Linked DNA regions of Pan troglodytes: region 1 is linked to region 2. A link is a contact called in public HiChIP or PLAC-seq data. All regions are on one chromosome and are shown on one strand. Each heading gives the region's core, a stretch centred on a gene start, on an enhancer-like site or on the middle of the called end of the contact. The rest is flanking DNA. Distances are from core to core; before and after follow the strand shown.

Region 1 (4,981 bases), core at 1,052-3,551, 190 kb before region 2:
TCTTGGTTTTATGACTCATAGCAGATCCACGAGCATGAGAGTAAAATGTATCTGTCCTATCAAATAGGAAGTGGCAAATGGGTTGCATAGACAATAAAGATAAGTCAAGTGGCACATTCTGGCAGGGTGAAATGAAAAAGAGAACATTTCGTTTACTTTTCTCATCCTCTAATAACTGGTGTCCAAGCTACCCAATCTGTGACCCTGATCCACAACACAATAAGAACCTTCTTTAAAATGAAGCTTTTATACATAGCTATCCACATATGTACAAGCAGCTCTTAAGGCAAGAGAAGTTAATTCCAAATTTTAGAGCCATGGAGGCTCTACAGATTATACGGAGTTTCAACCAGTGATTAAATCTGAGGTAACAGCATCTGGAGGCTCAGCCTTAGCACTGAGTGGAGGGAAAAATTAAGCCAAGAGTAAAATCTTCACGTTCTGAAAATAATAGTGGCAAAACATAACACTCCTGGACTGCGGGAAATAAAATTGAGAGGGACATGATTAGAAGGAAACTTCTAGAATTCTACTAATTCCAGGTTCTTCAAATTGGTACAACTGGTGACAATCCCAGAGTCACCAGTCATCACATCAAAGTTTGATAGAGAAAGATGACCCACAGGAGCAGCCTTGCTGTGCTTGAGGATTGTTCAACACTTGAAATGAGCTTCGGATCAGTTCTTGGCTGAAGTCCACCTGGGCCCCTTTCACGAAGGCCAAGCTATCAGAGTCAACCACCACTCTTGCCCCACCCTGTTCAAATACCCTGAAAAGACAGGAGGAAGGCATTAAGGAGTATCGCAAACACAAAAAAGACACCCCCTGAGCCCAGAGGTGCACATCCTCTGTTTTCTAAAGTACAGAGGGAGCTTCCCCATTACCTTTAACAGGTGCTGATTTTCTTTGAGGCAAAATGATTCAATGGAATAAATACTGGGAAACGTGTAGGGACTTAAGCCTGGAATCTAGTCCGGCCTGACTTTCTACCGACTACCCAATGGACCTGGGCAGATCAATTTTGCTCCTATAACTTAGTTATTTTGATTCAGAACAACAAACCTTTACTGCATCCTCACTGTGAGGCGGGCGGTGTTAACCATCCCAGGTAAACCCTTTAAATTTGGAATAAAAGTGCACCTTAAACTGGAGACACTTTTGTCCCTCCTGTACCTCCTTTGGGGACCCACCCCTTCCTCCTTGCCTGTCGTCGGGGTTGATAACTGTATCCAGTGAAAATTTGTATTGGAATCCGGAGCATCCACCTCCCTCCACTTGCAGCCTGAGGAATTCTGACCCTTCGGTGATTTCCAAAAGCCTCTGAAATGCAGGAAGGGGGATCAAGAATAGCGGGAAACGGGAGTTAAAGGGCTGAGTGAAGAGCAGTTCCCGCTGCTCCCGCCAATCGCCTGGGTACCGCCGCTCCGCGTCCGGCCTCCTACCTGGACGCAACTGTCTGTGAGGCGGATCTGCCCTTCGCCGGCCTCGGGGCTGGAGGACGACGCCTCCCGACGCGCCTGGGGTCCCAGGGAGGCCGCGAGGAGCCTGCGCGCAAGGGAGGAGGGTAAGCCCGGGAGCAGAAGGGGCACCTTGCAACCCTCGACCTGGAGCGCCTCACGCTAAACCTGGCGACCCCCACCTGGACGGCCTCCCACCAAACCCTCGCATCCCCCACAGGCCTTAGTTTCCCATTTGTCCTAGAGGCGCAGAACCAAACACCCTTTCCAGGTGCCTTTCTAGTCTTGGTACCTGCCCCTCGGCCAGGGAGTGACCGCTCTCTGCGTCGCGGCCGTTAGGGACGACCCCCAGGCGGCAGCCATCTTCCTCCACAAGCTCCGCCCCTCGCGTCTCCCCCGTTTCTCACCCGGGGCCTCGGGAGGCGGAGAGAACGAACAGGAGGCCGGGACTTCACGGAGGCCCCGCCCCCAACATGCCTATTGGGTAGTGCGGGAGGAGAAGGTGTCTGATTGGCTAGAAATGCTCCAGACGGCAGCGGCGGGGACGCACCCAGGAAGCCGGAGAGGTGCTCTAAAGGGAAGGAACGGGGCGGGGAGGAGTGAGGCGGGGCGGGGCGGAGGTGGGTCCGGGCGGGTCAGGCCTCTGAGGGAATGGCATGGGCGGAGACTGCAGGCCTCTGGGCCTGAGAGGGCTGGAGCTGGCTTTCCGGAGCCGGGGGCGGGGCGCGGGCGGGCCTCAGCTGTGGTTACTGGTGACAGGTCGCCTGACTGGGCTCCTCCCCGGGCCCGCCCCCACAGGTTTGTCTTGTGACCGCGGGCAGCCGCTGCTTCTTTCCCGAGCTTGGAACTTCGTTAGCCGCGATGCGTTTCCTGGCAGCTACATTCCTGCTCCTGGCGCTCAGCACCGCTGCCCAGGCCGAACCGGTGCAGTTCAAGGACTGCGGTGAGCCCCAGGCCCGCCCAAGGTTCCCGCGCCCTCTGTGGAAGGCCCCGCCGGACCCCCGCGCTGAGACCCCTGGGGCTGGGCTGGGCGGATCCCTCGGGCGGCCAGGCTGAGCCTTGGACCCTACCTAACTGGAATGGGCTGGGTCGGGGGAGAAGGCGCCGGCCTCCATGAAACCCGACCGCACACAACTTTGTTTCTTTCCTTAGAACGCGTGTTTTGGGGTTCCTGGGAACTCCAGGAGGTGGGCCTTTTGCTGAAGTTTCCTAAAGTTTGTAGGGCGGACAACAGAAGGGCTGTATCCAGCGCTGGTGGAGGGGTGGAGCACAGAACTTCTTTTTATTTATGCTTTGTATCTTGGAATCCCGCCTCCCCCTTCCAACTCCTTTTGCTTTTCTTTTAATTTCGTTTTTGCTGACAAGTCAAAAGTCAATTCCCCTTTTTCATCATTTATTGTTACAAATAGGACTTCCTTTGGGCTTTGGAATCTTGTGATTCTTAATCAGTTTTTCCTTGTATAAATCTCATTGTGTCTCTAATCACAGCTTGTGATACATAACTCCCTCTCGCCGCTGTGGTTGGAATCTTTGTTGGAAAATACAACAGGTGGTAGAAATTCTGAGTGCCTTCATTGAGTCGAGTCTATAGAATTGTCGGAACAGAAACTCGAGCAATTTTGTTCAGAGGTGGAGGTAGAGAGATAGAACTGTCAATGAAAGAGGCATGAAACTGACTTTGTAAGATCTATGAGTGGAAAGGAAGCACGGAGATCGTATAATCAATCGTTGAATTCCAGGGATGTTGGGTAGCCTACCTAAAGTCACGCAGCAGAATGGGGAACCAGAGTAAGTGTAACCGCCCAAGGGGTTCACCTTGCCCATTGCCTAGACAGAGCGGATTTATCAAGATGGGATTTGCAATGGCGAAAAGAGTAATTCACGCAGAGCCGGCTGTGGGGGAGACCGGAGTTTTATTGTTACTCAGATCAGTCTCCCCGAGCATTCGGGGATCAGAGTTTTAAAGGATAATTTGGCGGGTATGGGCTTGGAAAGTGGGGAGTGCTGATTGATCAGGTTGAAGATAAAATCATAGGAGAGTCGAAGTGAGTTCTTCTTGCTGACCTCTGGGTGGTGTCATTTGCTGCATCGGAATGCAGGATCTGCAAAATATCTCAAGCACTGACCTTAGGTTTTACAATAGTGATATTATTACCAGGAGCAATTTGGGGAGGTTCAGACTCTTACAGCCAGAGGCGGCGTGGCCCCTAAACTCGTAGCTAATTTGTTAGTCCTACAATGGCAGACTGGTCCCCAGGCAAGAAGGGGTTTTTCAGGAAAGGGCTATTATCCATTTCGTTTCAGAGTTTAAACTATAAATTCCTCTCCAAGACTAGTTCAGCCTACACCCAGGAATGAACAAAGACAGTTTAGAGGTTAGAAGGAAGATGGGTAGGTGAGTCCTGATCTCTTTCACTGTCTTAATTTCCTCAGGATTTTTGCAAAGGCAGTTTCATAAGTTTGCTGCTTTATATCCAGTGCCCAGGTAATAGTAACTGCTCAATGAAATGTGTTGAAAACATAGATGGAAATCTTTTTCCCCTATGTCATAAAAATTCATGTTGAGACAAAAGCAAAGTTGGGGATTAGGGGACAGGATTGATTAAGGAATGGAGTGCTGGCCGATTAACACTTAAATGCTATTCCATTGATTTAGGAGACTGGCACTTGAAAGCTATTATCGCTTCAAATTACTGCCTTTCCCTCCATTAAACTTAGTAGCCAGCGTTTGGATGAAGACACTATTAATTTTAATAACTCATTCCGGCCAGGCACAGTGGCTCACACCTGTAATCCCAGCACTTTGGGAGGCCAAGACGGGCAGATCACGAGGTCAAGAGATTGAGACCATCCTGGCCAACATGGTGAAACCCCATCTCTACTAAAAATACAAAAATTAGCTGGGCATGGTAGTGTGCACCTGTAGTCCCAGCTACTCGGGAGGCTGAGGCAGGAGAATCGCTTGAACCCGGGAGGTGGAGGTTACAGTGAGCCAAGATCACGCCACTACACTCCACCCTGGCGACAGAGCAAGACTCCGTCTCAAAAAAATAAAATAAAATAAAATAACTCATTCCATCCTCACAAGCTGTCTTACAGATGAGGAAAGTGAAGCACATAGAGTAACTTGCCCAAGATCTCACACCCAGTAAGTGGTAGGAAACCGTGGGTCTTTGTGAGCCACTTTGGGTTTCCAAAAAAAGAAGGGAAATAAATCCAGAAATTATTCTACTTATTTGAAAAAGCAGGAGTACACCTATGGGAAGAAGCTTTTAAAGGGAAGAAGGGTTTCAGTTACAGATTTATAATTTACTTTTGAATTGGGAAATATGATATAAAGACTTCAGTGCCCACATCAAAAGATTTTTGTGTTCCACTCTACACCCACCTTCCCTGGCGTGGGATTTCCTCAAGTGAGAAAGTGGACCAAGCAAACTAATTTTGTAATGTTTGCTGGTTAGAACAGAGGAGTTTGTTCTATTGACACTGGAAGTCTAAGAACCTCTTGTCATCAGAAAACTGGA
Region 2 (5,263 bases), core at 944-3,443:
ACCTCCTGGGTTCAAGTAATTCTCCTGCCTCAGCCTCCCAAGTAGCTGGGATTACATGCACCCGCCACCACACCTGGCTAATTTTTGTATTTTTAGTAAAGACGGGATTTCGTCATGTTGGCCAGGCTGGTCTTGAACTCCTGACCTCAGGTGATTTGCCTGCTTCGGCCTCCAAAAGCGCTGGGATTACAGGCGTGAGCCACCGTGCCCAGCCTGCTACTTCTTAAAAGTTTACAGTAATAGACAATGCTGAGGCACCCTGGGACAGTAATGCCACCGAATACCAAACTAGGACATTTTTGAGACTGAAAGGGGACAAGATCTGTAAACCTAGATTAACCTAGAGAGGTGACGTTGCTTGCTTTAATACTTTGGTTGCCTTATTAATTTTTCAAAAATTGCATCCTATTTTTTTGGTTTTCAAATAAGAAAGACATACTTGAATAAAGTTATTTCCTCTTCAAAGTCTTTCTAGATTCCACTTTTCCCCATGCTGAGTTAAATGCCTCTCTCTTTGGTTCTGGGGCAGTGGTTCTCAATGCTAGGGGGTGGGGTAAAGCTGGAATTTTGGTCCTTTCTCCCCTAAGGGACATTTGGCAATGTTTAGAGACATTTTGGGATGCCTAGGTCAGAGGGAATGCCACCGGCTTCTAGTGCGTAGAGGCCTGGGATACAGCTAAACATCCTACATTGCATAGGAAAGCCTACTCAGCAAAGAATGATCAGGCCCCAAAACTTAATGGCGCCAAAGTTGAGAACCCCTGCTGTATGGTATGTTTGTCATAGCACTTCATAAAGACAGCTGTAGGCCGGGCACGGTGATTCACACCTGTAATCCCAGCATTTTGAGAGGCCAAGGTGGGTGGATCACCTGAGGTCGGGAGTTCGAGACCAGCCTGACCAACATGGAGAAACCACGTCTCTACTAAAAATACAAAATTAGCCGGGTATGGTGGTGCATGCCTGTAATCCCAGCTACTCGGGAGGCTGAGGCAGGAGAATCGCTTGAACCCGGGAGGCACAGGTTGCAGTGAGCCAAGATAGCACCATTGCACTCCAGCCTGAGCCACAAGAGCAAAACTCCGTCTAAAACAAAAACAAAAACAAAAAAAGGCCAGGAGCGGTGGCTCACTCTTGTAATCCCAACACTTTGGAAAGCCAAGGCGGGCAGATCACCTGAGGTTAGGAGTTCAAGACCAGCCTGACCAATATGGAGAAACCCTGTCTCTACTAAAAATACTAAATTAGCTGGGCGTGGTGGCACATGCCTGTAATCCTAGCTACTCGGGAGGCTGAGGCAGGAGGATGGCTTCAATCCGGGAGGCTGAGGTTGCCGTGAGCCGATATCGCGCCATTGCACTCTAGCCGGGGCAACAAAAGCAACACTCCGTATCAAAAAAAAAAAAAAAAAGCTGTAATTGTCAACTGATTGACCTACCCAGCTAGACTGCAACTTTCATAAAGACAAGTGATACATGCATGTTGTAGAGCGTTTGGCATGCAGTTGAAACTTAATAAGGATTGGAGGAAAGTGAGAAGACACATCCAGATTCAAATTTAGGGACCTGTGGGATCATGCTGTTTGTTTGGTTTTTTTTTTTGAGCCATTTCCCACCTCCCTTTGGGTACTAATCAGTCAACTGATAAGCATTTCATTCATTCAACTATCTATCTTATCTATCGATCATCATCATCTATTTATTTATTTTTGAGACAGGGTCTCTCTTTGTCGCCCAGGCTGGAGTGCAGTGGCACAGTCACGGCTCACTGCAGCCTTGACCTTCTGGGCCCAAATGATTCTCCTGCCTCAGCCTCCAGAGTAGCTCGGACCACAGGCGCTCGCCACCATCCCCGGCTAATGCTTTTATCTTTTGTAAAGGCGGGGTCTTGCCATGTTGCCCAGGCTGGTCTTGAATTCCTGGGCTCAAGCGATCCTCCCGCCTTGGCCTTCCAAAGTGCTGGGATTACAGGAGTAACCCACCGCGCCCGGCTGGAAGCCTAATTTATACTTTTTTAAGGATCATGCTGGCTTCTCTGGGAGAATATGTAAAACATCTATTATACTCAGAATCTAAAATACTTGCCATAAAGTAGTTACACTCTCGGATACCTATTGTCAAAAGGGAAGTCTCCCAGAAAATATGGGGGCGCTGTAGCCGCCGGGTCAGCCGAGTCCACTCTCTGGTACTTTTAGAGACGTCGGTCGCTTCCGGGAGAGTCCGCGTCTCCCGCACCTTCCTCTCTATCAAACGCGGTCTCTGTGGTAGCCGGGGCCCCGCCCCTCCTCGGACTCTACCCAGTACTGAACTAGGGGCAGCTGGGCTCCAGAGTCCCTCGGGTCTCAGGTCATGGCGGTCCCGGGGCCCGCGCCCGGAGCTGGCGCCAGGTAAGCAGGGCGGTCGGGGAGGAGGTTTGGGAGCAGGAGTTCCGGGCTGTAGGGAATGGGCTCTCCTGCCCTCCGTGCCTCGTCCGCCGCCCTGGCGCCCCCGTCTCGCCCCCGTGACTTCTGAGAGAAAGAGGAGCTCTCGAAGGGGCGTCCGCCCTCCCGCCGCTCTAGGCCGCTCCGCACCGGCCGCAGCCCCCTCCGTTCTTGGCCGGACTTGGGCCATCTCCTGCGGTGTGGGACCCTCTCCCTCGCAACTGGCATTCTTTTTTTGAAAAAAGAACCTCAGGTGCACAAAATTGAGTTGATCCTTCTCAGTTCTTGACACCCTGTGGGCCAATGCAAGGCTCCTTGTTTATCACTTCCTCTCTTCGTTCCTATTCCCAGACCCCTTTCACTCCCCTTTTCAGCCAGCCACTCTGGTGTGTTATATAAGTGGCTTTACGGTCCACCTTGGGTAAATTTGTGCAAGTGTTACTTTGAAATCTATATAGTGGTTTCGAATTCTTCAATATAATATGCTGTGATTTTTCTTTAAACCTTTTTCCTCAACATTGTGTTTTTGAGTCCATCCATGCTAGTCATCTTGTTTTCACTTCTGAGTGCTTGCATGATGGGTGCTGTGTGCATAGACTTATTCCCCTAGTGGTGGATACCTAGATTTTTTTCTAGTATTAACACCCCTACAAGCCACACTGTAATGAATATTCTGGCAGTTGTCTCCTTGTGCATATTGTTGCATTTCTCTGGGTATCCACCCCAGAGTTGGGTCCTGGTCATATCTAATTTTGCTGGATTGTTCTTTGGAATGGTCACACTAGTTTATACTTCCCGACGGGCAGTGCATAAAGCTTCCTGTTTCCCGGTATCCCTCCATCGTTCAGTGGCGGCTGGTTTTGTAATGTTTATCAGTCTGGTGGGTGTAAGGTGGTATCCCATCGTGTACATTTTCTTTCCTTCTTTCTTTCTTTCTTTTTTTTTTGAGATGGAGTTTTGCTCTTGTTGCCCGGGCAGGAGTGCAGTGGCATGATCTCGGCTCACTGCAACCTCCGCCTCGGGTTCAAGCGATTCTTCTGCCTCAGCCTCCTGAGTAGCTGGGATTACAGACGCGCGCCACCACACCCAGCTAATTTTTTGTATTTTTAGCAAAGATGGGGGGGGTTGGCCAGTCTGGTCTTGAACTCCTGACCTCAGGTGATCCATCCGCCTCGGCCTTCCGAAGTGCAGGGATAACACTTCCCGACGGGCAGTGCATAAAGGAATTACAGACGTGAGCCACTGCTCCCGGCCTACATTTTCATGTGTTTATTAAACGTGGGTTTTCCCTTTTTTGAATTGCCTGTTTATATCCCTTCCCACTTCTCTATGGATTTCCTATGTTCCTGGCTTGCAGGAATTCTTGTAGGCTCTAGATTTTAGATCCTGGCCATGCCCGGTGGCTCACACCTGTCATCCTATCACTTTGGGAGGCTGAGGTAGGTGGACCACTGGAGTCCAGGAGTTCAAGATCAGCCTGGGCAACATGGTGAAACCCCATCTCTACCAAAAATACAAAAATTAGCTGAGCGTGTTGACGCACGCCCGTACTCCCAGCCACTAAAAAGGCTGAGGTGGGACAGTCGCTTGAACCCGGGAGGCAGAGGTTGCCCTGAGCTGAGATCGCACCACTGCATTCCAGCCTGGGCAACAGAGCAAGACCTTGTCTCAAAAAAAAAAAAAAAGATTTTAGGCCAGGCACGGTGGCTCACGCCTGTAATCCCAGCACTTTGGGAGGCCGAGGCAGGTGGATCACCGGAGGTCAGGAGTTCGAGACCAGCCTGACCAATATGATGAAACCCCGTCTCCTACTAAAAATACAAAAATTAGCCGGGCGTGGTGGCATGCACCTGTAATTGCAACTGGTCAGGAGGCTGACACAGGAGAATCACTTGAACCAGGGAGGCGGAGGTTGCAGTGATCCGAGATTGCGCCGTTGCATTCCAGCCTGGGCAACGAGCAAAACTCCGTCTCAAAAAAATAAAGATTTTAAGTCCTTGTTGGTTTTGCACTCTGCAGATACCACCTCCAAGTCTTTTAACTTAATCTATGGCACTGTGTTGAATAAAAACATTTAACTCTAATGAAGTTAAATTCATCAGTTTTCCCCTGTATAGGTTTTTAAGGTATCTTCATTAAGACATTTTTCTACATTTCCTTCTATTAACATGATAGTGTTACTTTTCACGTTTAGATTTTTAATCCATTTGTAATTTTTTAAGTTTTTTGTTTTTGGTTTTTTTTTTTTTTGAGACGGACTTTTGCTCTTGTTGCCCAGGCTCTTGTTGCAATGGCGCAATCTCGGCTCACTGCAACCTCTGCCTCCCAGGTTCAAGCAATTCTCCTGACTCAGCCTCCCGAGTAGCTGGGATTACAGGCATGAGCCACCACGCTTGGCCAGAGAATTTCCTTTGTATCCGTGGTCTGTTCCCAGCCTACCATCTTCAGCATTTGAAAACCATTCTTTCTGCATGGCCTGGACCCTCTACAGAACAATGTGGATGAGCTTAATAACTACTCCCTAAGGCTTAATTATTGTCTTGGGCTTTTCTCTGCCTCCCCACCTTCTCTTCAGGCCCAGGTTAGATCTGCAATTTCTCCAGCGGTTCCTGCAGATACTGAAGGTTTTGTTTCCTTCTTGGTCATCACAGAATGCCTTGATGTTCCTGACCCTTTTGTGCCTGACCCTACTGGGTGAGTGAGTGAGCCCAGACTAGAGGAGGGAGGGGAGCTCTGGTTTGGGGTCCCTTTCCATCTTTTTTTTTTTTTTTTTTTTTTTTTTGAGACAGAGTTTCTCTCTTGTTGCCCAGGCTGGAGTGCAGTGACATAATCTCAGCTCACTGC

The links. HiChIP or PLAC-seq counts read pairs in DNA pulled down with a chosen protein or histone mark.
Region 1: a contact with region 2 is called in an H3K4me3 HiChIP or PLAC-seq map of stem cell-derived excitatory neurons, with 2.6 times the contacts expected there. The contact joins the promoter of NPC2 here to the promoter of ABCD4 in region 2. A contact is called at or near these places in 2 of 7 Hi-C or Micro-C datasets (both in induced pluripotent stem cells) and 1 of 1 datasets of contacts at active chromatin or transcription factors (stem cell-derived excitatory neurons).

Annotation. Positions count from the first base shown.
Region 1 is chr15:72,442,000-72,446,980 of NHGRI_mPanTro3-v2.0_pri, reverse strand. NPC2 (NPC intracellular cholesterol transporter 2) reads left to right here and starts at 2,301. Exons shown (of 5, transcript NM_001009075.1): 1 at 2,301-2,400. The coding sequence starts at 2,319. It overlaps ISCA2 (iron-sulfur cluster assembly 2), which reads right to left and starts at 1,861. Exons shown (of 4, transcript XM_009428131.4): 1 at 1,750-1,861; 2 at 1,443-1,545; 3 at 1,191-1,320; 4 at 229-769. The coding sequence starts at 1,820. The coding sequence ends at 711.
Region 2 is chr15:72,247,553-72,252,815 of NHGRI_mPanTro3-v2.0_pri, reverse strand. It overlaps ABCD4 (ATP binding cassette subfamily D member 4), which reads left to right and starts at 2,193. Exons shown (of 20, transcript XR_010151217.1): 1 at 2,193-2,386; 2 at 4,995-5,113.